Regions from separate parts of the Mus musculus genome. Here region 2 is linked to region 1. The links are chromatin contacts, called in public HiChIP or PLAC-seq maps. All regions are on one chromosome and are shown on one strand. The core of a region is the stretch at or near the end of the contact, and the rest is flanking DNA. Distances in the headings are between cores, read along the strand shown.

Region 1 (3,351 bases), core at 461-2,960:
TGGGAGTTAGTAGGTGGGGATTCTTGCCCTTTTTTTTTTTTAAGTTGGGAAAAACCCAGAGATACTCAGTCACTTGCTCCAGGCAATATGGCCTTTACATCAACAGTCTGCTTTTAAATCTGTAGTTTTCTTTATCTAATCAAACTCAAACTAGAGCTTTATCACCCGTCTTAGCTTACTATACCACGTTTTCCATTTGACTTCCTTATAAATCTCAGTAGTAATCTTGTCGTGGGTGAGCAAGCTAGCAGATGACAAAGCCCTGCAGATGGTGGGGTGTTATTAGACGCGTTCTCACGACCGGCCAGGAAGAACACCACAGACCAGAATCTTCTGCGGCAAAGCTTTATTGCTTACATCTTCAGGAGCCAGAGTGCAAGAAGCAAGAGAGAGCGAGAAGCAAGAGAGCAAGAAGCAAGAGAGAGAGAAAAGCAAGAGAGAGAGAAAACGAAACCCCGTCCCTCTTAAGGAGCATTCTCCTTCGCCCCGGACGTGTCACTCCCTGATTGGCTGCAGCCCATCGGCCGAGTTGACGTCACGGGGAAGGCAGAGCACAAGTAGTCATAAGATACCCTTGGCACATGCGCAGATTATTTGTTTACCACTTAGAACACAGCTGTCGGCGCCATCTTGTAACGGCGAATGTGGGGGCGGCTCCCAACATCGGGGAAGGGACAGAGATTCAGCCACATCTCCATCCTAGTGTAGATATTCAAGGGGAGAGTGCTCATCTTCCAGTGAAGATGTGACATCATTTCAACTCACAGACCAGCTACTCACTTACCGCAGTCGCCTTTGATATTCTGAGGGGACTTTAGCACTTCATGCAGCAACCATAAGCAGTCATGGGAGTTGCCATAAATGTGTGTGCATGTGTATGTTTTTGTTTGTATATATGTAAATGCATATAAGAAGACTGTGCAGAGGAGTAGACAGAAAATCGGCTTTCGAGTAAACTCTTGGCTGAAATTCCTCCCAAGAAGGAATGAGTGACACTGGGCAGGAACTTCAGCTTCCAGCAGCCTGGGAAGGGTTAGATCTTGATATATCACAGCTACCCTGCGTGGAGTTTGACAAGTCCCTGCTTCATAGACAAAGAGTAATCATGCTGAAATGGCCATTGACTTTTCTGTTGAATGGCAGGCCCTGGTAAATTCAACTCTTGAAGTGTTACAGCCTATTAAAGAAGCTAGTGAGCATTTCAGTCCTGAGCCATGAAGGTACTGGTCCCACCCCTTACTCATGGACAGATATGGGAAGGTGATTCAGTAGGTCAGCTGTCAGTGTGTGCCTTCCAAAACATTATAGTCATGTTACAGTAAACTTTTTATATTTGTTGCGTCACAAAGATTTATTGAAGTGATAAAAGTTATTATGGAAAACAGTGTGCAGTAACTATGGCAACAGTTATTTGATCTCACAGTAATTAGCTGAGCATTTGGTTGCCCAATACTTTTCACAATGCCTTCCTGGTTAGTTCATTAAACAAAATTAGCTTTTGTTTGAACTGTCTTCCTACAGCGTCCTAAATTTGATTTTAGTTCAAAAGAATTAGAAAGTGTATTTTAAAACTACCTTTCCAACTTTTGGGTTGTAGCCATTATTTGAAGTCATAACTTTTTAATTTAATCCTCTATTTATGTACTACAGTGTGCTATGATTCATTGGTTCATCCTCTGAGTTTCAGTGTAGCAGAGTATCCTGAGAGATGAACAGTGTGGTTGAATGATCCTGTGGTAGCCCATGCCTGGATGCCAGCTTGTGTCCTTCCTATGTCTCCACTCAATTCTTGTGATACTGTGTTACTGTACCATGGGTGTCCCATGATCACATGAATTACTTTGTTAACAGTCTGTGTCTCCCCCTGGCACCTGGAGCTGGGCACTGCCTAGCTTTGCTGAGATTCGCTCACCTTGCTGCTCTTGCCGTGCTCCTAGGGACACAGGCTGTGCTCCTTCCTCTTTCTGCATGCAGGTGAGTCATGCAGATAGTGATGTCATCCTTGGAGGACTTCCTCTTGAGACGGGGGCCCTCAGACTTTCTGCCTTTCCTGTCCTCTGTCGCTCCACTTGCAGAGGTGAAGAGGGGCACACCCAAAGAAAATGTCGTGCATTCAAGATTTCAAATCAAAACTCATGAAATATGAAATGGAAAGAGGAGGATGTTCGGATGTTCCAGAATGAGTTAGTGTGACTTTTTTTTCTAATTCAGCAACTGGGGTTAGAAAGGTTGCTCCCCAGTTTAAGGGCACTTGCTGTCTTCCAGAGGACCTGAGTTGGGTTCCCAGCACACAGGTTGGACAGGCCACAGCTGCCAGTGACTCCAGCTCCAAGGGAATCCAACATCCCCGGCCTCATGCCTACACTTCAAAAGAGTAAAAATAAAACTTTAAGTTCAGTAAATGTTCCTTGTATTTCATTTTAATCCTTGTCAGCTCAGTTCCGTGATACACACACACACAACTAGCTTTTAAAAACTTTCCAAGTTTTTTATGATTTTTTTTTCCTCATTTAACTTCCAATTGCCTGCCAATTTTCAGTTGAGGAAAGTTTTTCTTACATAAAAACAGAGCCTTTCCAGTTCTGAGATTAAGACTATTGGTTTCTGTTTAGGATGACTCTATCTTAGGTCTCCATCCATAACCATTGGCAGAACTCTGTTAAGAGCTTACTTGTCCCTGTTCTTGCTGTTGAAGATTTTTAGGACGATTTGTCCAAAATGAAAGCAGTATTAATTCCCGTAGGTAGCCTCGGTGCCTGGCTCATCTTTTCTGCTGTCTTCCCCATCACTGTCTATATTCTGGATGCTTTGAGCATCATAACTGGTGTCAAGGACCCACATGCATTTCCCTCCCACACGCTCTTTCTCTCCCTAGAGTAACATCGTTTGGAAATTTGAACATCCTTTGATACAACCTTTACTGGATGGAACTTCTGTGAAATTTCTCTTGCTTTCCCTCGTATTATCACCTGCTCCCCCGTCATGCCCCGGCTGTCCTGTGCCTGATTCTTGGCCACGATTATCACCATATTACAGTTAAAGGTTAAAACACTGTTGCCTGTGGGCTGTGAACTCCAGGAAAGAGATACTACTCTCTGCTTCTCCCGAGTCGTCCATAGGCTGTGACCAGGTTATAGCCAAGCAGATCAGTGGGCTAGCCTCACCTCACGACCTCCTGACCCTCTGAATCCTAGTCATTTCTATTGTTCATTTTACTGTCCAAGATCTGCCACGGTAGGTGTTCACCCTCCTGGCTCTTCCAGTTTTGCATTCCTTTCCTGGGCCTCCAAAATGTTCTGTACATGGACCTCCAGTGCTCTCAGGAAGGAGGGAAGACAGGAGCTGTTATTT
Region 2 (3,351 bases), core at 615-3,114, 610 kb after region 1:
TGGGTACTGAGCTGGGAACACCCTCCATGCTGTTTAGCATTCAGACCACCAGAGGATGCTGAGTGGACTGCTGGGGAAAAACAGACACTATGGGTCTTGCCAGACATGGCCCTTATTAACCAGGTCCAAGGGGAATAGTAGTTCAATGGTAGCTTGACTCAGGACAGCGTAACTAACCACTCTCTTCTTGGATTTGGGGTCTTCTCCATGAATGGAGGGGGGAGGGTTGTGACCCATGCCAAATACTTTTAAGTCATTTTCAACCTTTTATCTTGTTTGAAATTCCTTTCATCCTATCCTGTAATTTAGAGATCTCTTTTACTTTGCATTCCTGTGGCTTTAAAAATATGAACTAAGCACTTAACTGTGGAGGTAACTGAAACAAGAATACAGCTCAGCATCTATCCTCACACAGGTCTCCACCTCCCAGATGGACAAGGCATTGATTTAAATTCCTGTGGCCAAAATAAAATGGCAAATGCTGTGCAGGTGCGAGCAACTCATCGAGTTTCTCATTTCTGAATTTTATTTATTGGCATGCGTCTTGGCCATGCCAAGTCAAAATGTATAATGTTTACCAATTGTTCCCTAAATACCATTATGGTTTCTACAGTTTCTGAAAAAGTTATTTATTTTAGTGTTCGTGGTTTTGCATATCCATCTCCCCTCTTTTGATGTCTTTAAATTTTTTCTTAATTGCTACATGTTTCAGGTATGGGTAGGAATATTGCAAAGTTATTCCCTTAGTCATAGTAATGGTGGAGATTTATACATTCTTGTGGGTTAATTGACCATTCAATATTAATATAATGTATTTTAAGGGCATTTTGTTTTATGTCATAAAGCATATCTCTAGATCTTTTTGGAGTAGACTAAACCTTTTAATTGAAGCCACCAAGATGCCCACAATAAATGTGATAATGGACACATTTTTCATTGTCTCTTAATTCTATATATTTATTGTACTTATCTTCATTCATGTACCGTGTGTGTGTATGCGTGTGTGTGTGTGTGTGTTGTGTGTGCGTGCGCGGTGTATAATGGGCACTTTAAAACTTTCCCTTTTAAATGGACTTGAAAAAAACTGTAGCTCATCTAAGTTTTCTTATGCTTTAAAATAGTGATAGGTTTTTTAGGACTCTTTCTATTTTCTAAAAAGAGTGTTTTTATTTTAACCATCAAACCATCTATTGTGAGAAACAGGGATCTAGGCTGCTTCCTGGCCTCAGTTTATGCTAGTGGATATCTGCGAGCATGGGTTTGTCTACAAGTACAAGTATCCTCAATTTCTTCCTGTTGGAATATACTGGTGGGTTAATTAGTGTAAAAGGCATGTAGGGACCACTCCAATTCTGTCTTCCAGATGTCTTACTCAGTATTTCTAGGATGAACGATGATGCATTAGTAAATTCACTTCTGTTCCAAGAACGCTTCCTGTACACGTGCAGTGTGTAGCACCAAACTTCACTGTAACACTCATGCTTTAACACTAACACCACGTTAGTACATCTTAAAGTCTCCAACTTGTGTAGACACGAAGGACATCTTGGAGAAAGAACTACTCAAGAGTCTACTGAACTCTATTCTGATCTGTTAATATCAAATGAGTAGAAAATTGAGGTGGCTCTGGCATCTGGGATTGTGTGGGTTAGGGGTCCTGCAGATCTGAGCTAGCTTAAGAGACAGTGGAAACAGGGTCTTGGTATGGGGGCCAAGGCAGATGCTTTGCAAGATTGACCACTTTTCTGAAGAAAATTGAAGGGTATGATCAAATATGGAAAAATTTCCTTTCAGAACGTGTGAAGTACACAGCTCTGAGGAGGTACTTTTTGTGGTTTGGAGATAAGCTGTAAACATGGGAGGGGTGCTTGAAGCTTTCAGCTTGTCTTTCTTTTTCGCAGAAATGTTTTTAGCCCTTTATGCCATTGTACTCTGTGGAAAAAAAAATCCACCAGAAGCCAGCCTTTCTCTGCACAGCTATAGGAAAAAGATGCCCAGATGAGGCTGGGCCATTTGATTGACCGACACTACTTAATTCCCTAAAGCCTGAGAGGGGACCCTGCAGGTTTTGTCACCTCAAAGGCAACTTCAGAGCAGAGTAAAAGAAAGGGGATCTTGCAATCTCTGTAAATGAGTAGATACAACCCAAAGAATGTACGGAGAAACAGTGTGCAGATGTGAGAAAATAATTTCTGAATTATTGGTGCAAAAGGGTCCTGACTGTCCATGACTGCAGAATTTTTACTACTCTAGCTAGGTACTACTAGGAAGGAGGGTAGTTTAATTACTTTTTAAAATCAGATTTCCTGCCTCTTTTTGCTCTCTCAATCTCTCTCTCTCTCTTTGGTTTTTCAAGACAGAGTTTCTCTGTATAGCTGTGGCTGTCCTGGAACTCACTTTAGACCAGCCTGGCCTCGAACTCAGAAATCTGCCTGCCTCTGCCTCCCAAGTGCTGGAATTAAAGTGTGCCACCACTGCCCAGCTTCCTTTACTCTCTTAAAATAACAGATACCCATAATTATTCTACTAAAGATAAATGACAGTCTACTTAAACCTGGAAGTTTATAAAGCCACAAAGAGACAAAAATTCCTAGCATTCCTAAAACTAAATGTAATTTTATCATATAGATCTCACATAATTAGCAGAAAAAAAAAATCTAATCCATCAGAGACCTATTTCTTTATAAACGATAGCAATGAATTAGTAGAAAATTGTAAAAATATATAACCTATAAATATTTTACTTATTAGACTCACTACACACATTTTTCTGCTATGAAGATTTCTGTAGAGCTACTCTATACTTTGGAACTGTAACCTCCCCCAGCCTGAAACAGGCTGGTTCAGACTCCGTTGCCACTGAGAATTAGACTATTCCTGACTAGATGGCTCTATTGTTCAGTCACTGCCACTGCTCTCCTTCAGGACTTTGCTACCTGCTGAAGAGGCCCCTGAGATATTCCGGAGACTCCACCCTATCCTGTACGTTGTCACCTGCAGCCGGTTCCAGGCACAAGTATGGATTGGCAGGAATGGGCCTCCCCACCCCCACACCTTTATAAGCACAGATTGCTATTAAACATTTGAGCCTTGATCAGGAACCTTGACTTGGCATCCATTATTTCTCTCGACTGCCTAGTTTCTGTCTTTCAGCCCCCACCTGCCACCCAGGTGTACCCAGTCCATGTGAGCCGCGGGCTGACTCACAACAGGAGCTAAACTCTTAAATCAAAACCTAAAATCTATAGATGTGCTTTAGCCTGGACAGGTATAGTATCATTCTCCTAGAGCTAGAATTCTGAAAGATTATGATATAAAACCTATTAAGCAATGCTTATTTACACCTTTCTC

What was found. HiChIP or PLAC-seq counts read pairs in DNA pulled down with a chosen protein or histone mark.
Region 2: an H3K27ac HiChIP or PLAC-seq map of thymic regulatory T cells shows a contact between it and region 1, with 3 times the contacts expected there. The contact joins two enhancer-like sites. A contact is called at or near these places in 2 of 115 datasets of contacts at active chromatin or transcription factors (pancreatic cancer cells and thymic regulatory T cells).

The regions. Positions count from the first base shown.
Region 1 is chr15:59,518,726-59,522,076 of GRCm38.p6, forward strand. All of the region lies in intron 4 of Nsmce2 (NSE2/MMS21 homolog, SMC5-SMC6 complex SUMO ligase), which reads left to right. Among named protein-coding and RNA genes, the nearest start is that of Gm36677, 98 kb to the right of the region's middle. Within about 2 kb of position 1,711, at least 86 of the 459 cell types and tissues checked have an H3K27ac peak or open chromatin away from gene starts, as enhancers often do. A contact at or near this core is called in thymic regulatory T cells, where this site is marked.
Region 2 is chr15:60,131,052-60,134,402 of GRCm38.p6, forward strand. No RefSeq gene overlaps it. Among named protein-coding and RNA genes, the nearest start is that of Gm41331, 9.1 kb to the right of the region's middle. Within about 2 kb of position 1,865, at least 27 of the 459 cell types and tissues checked have an H3K27ac peak or open chromatin away from gene starts, as enhancers often do. A contact at or near this core is called in thymic regulatory T cells, where this site is marked.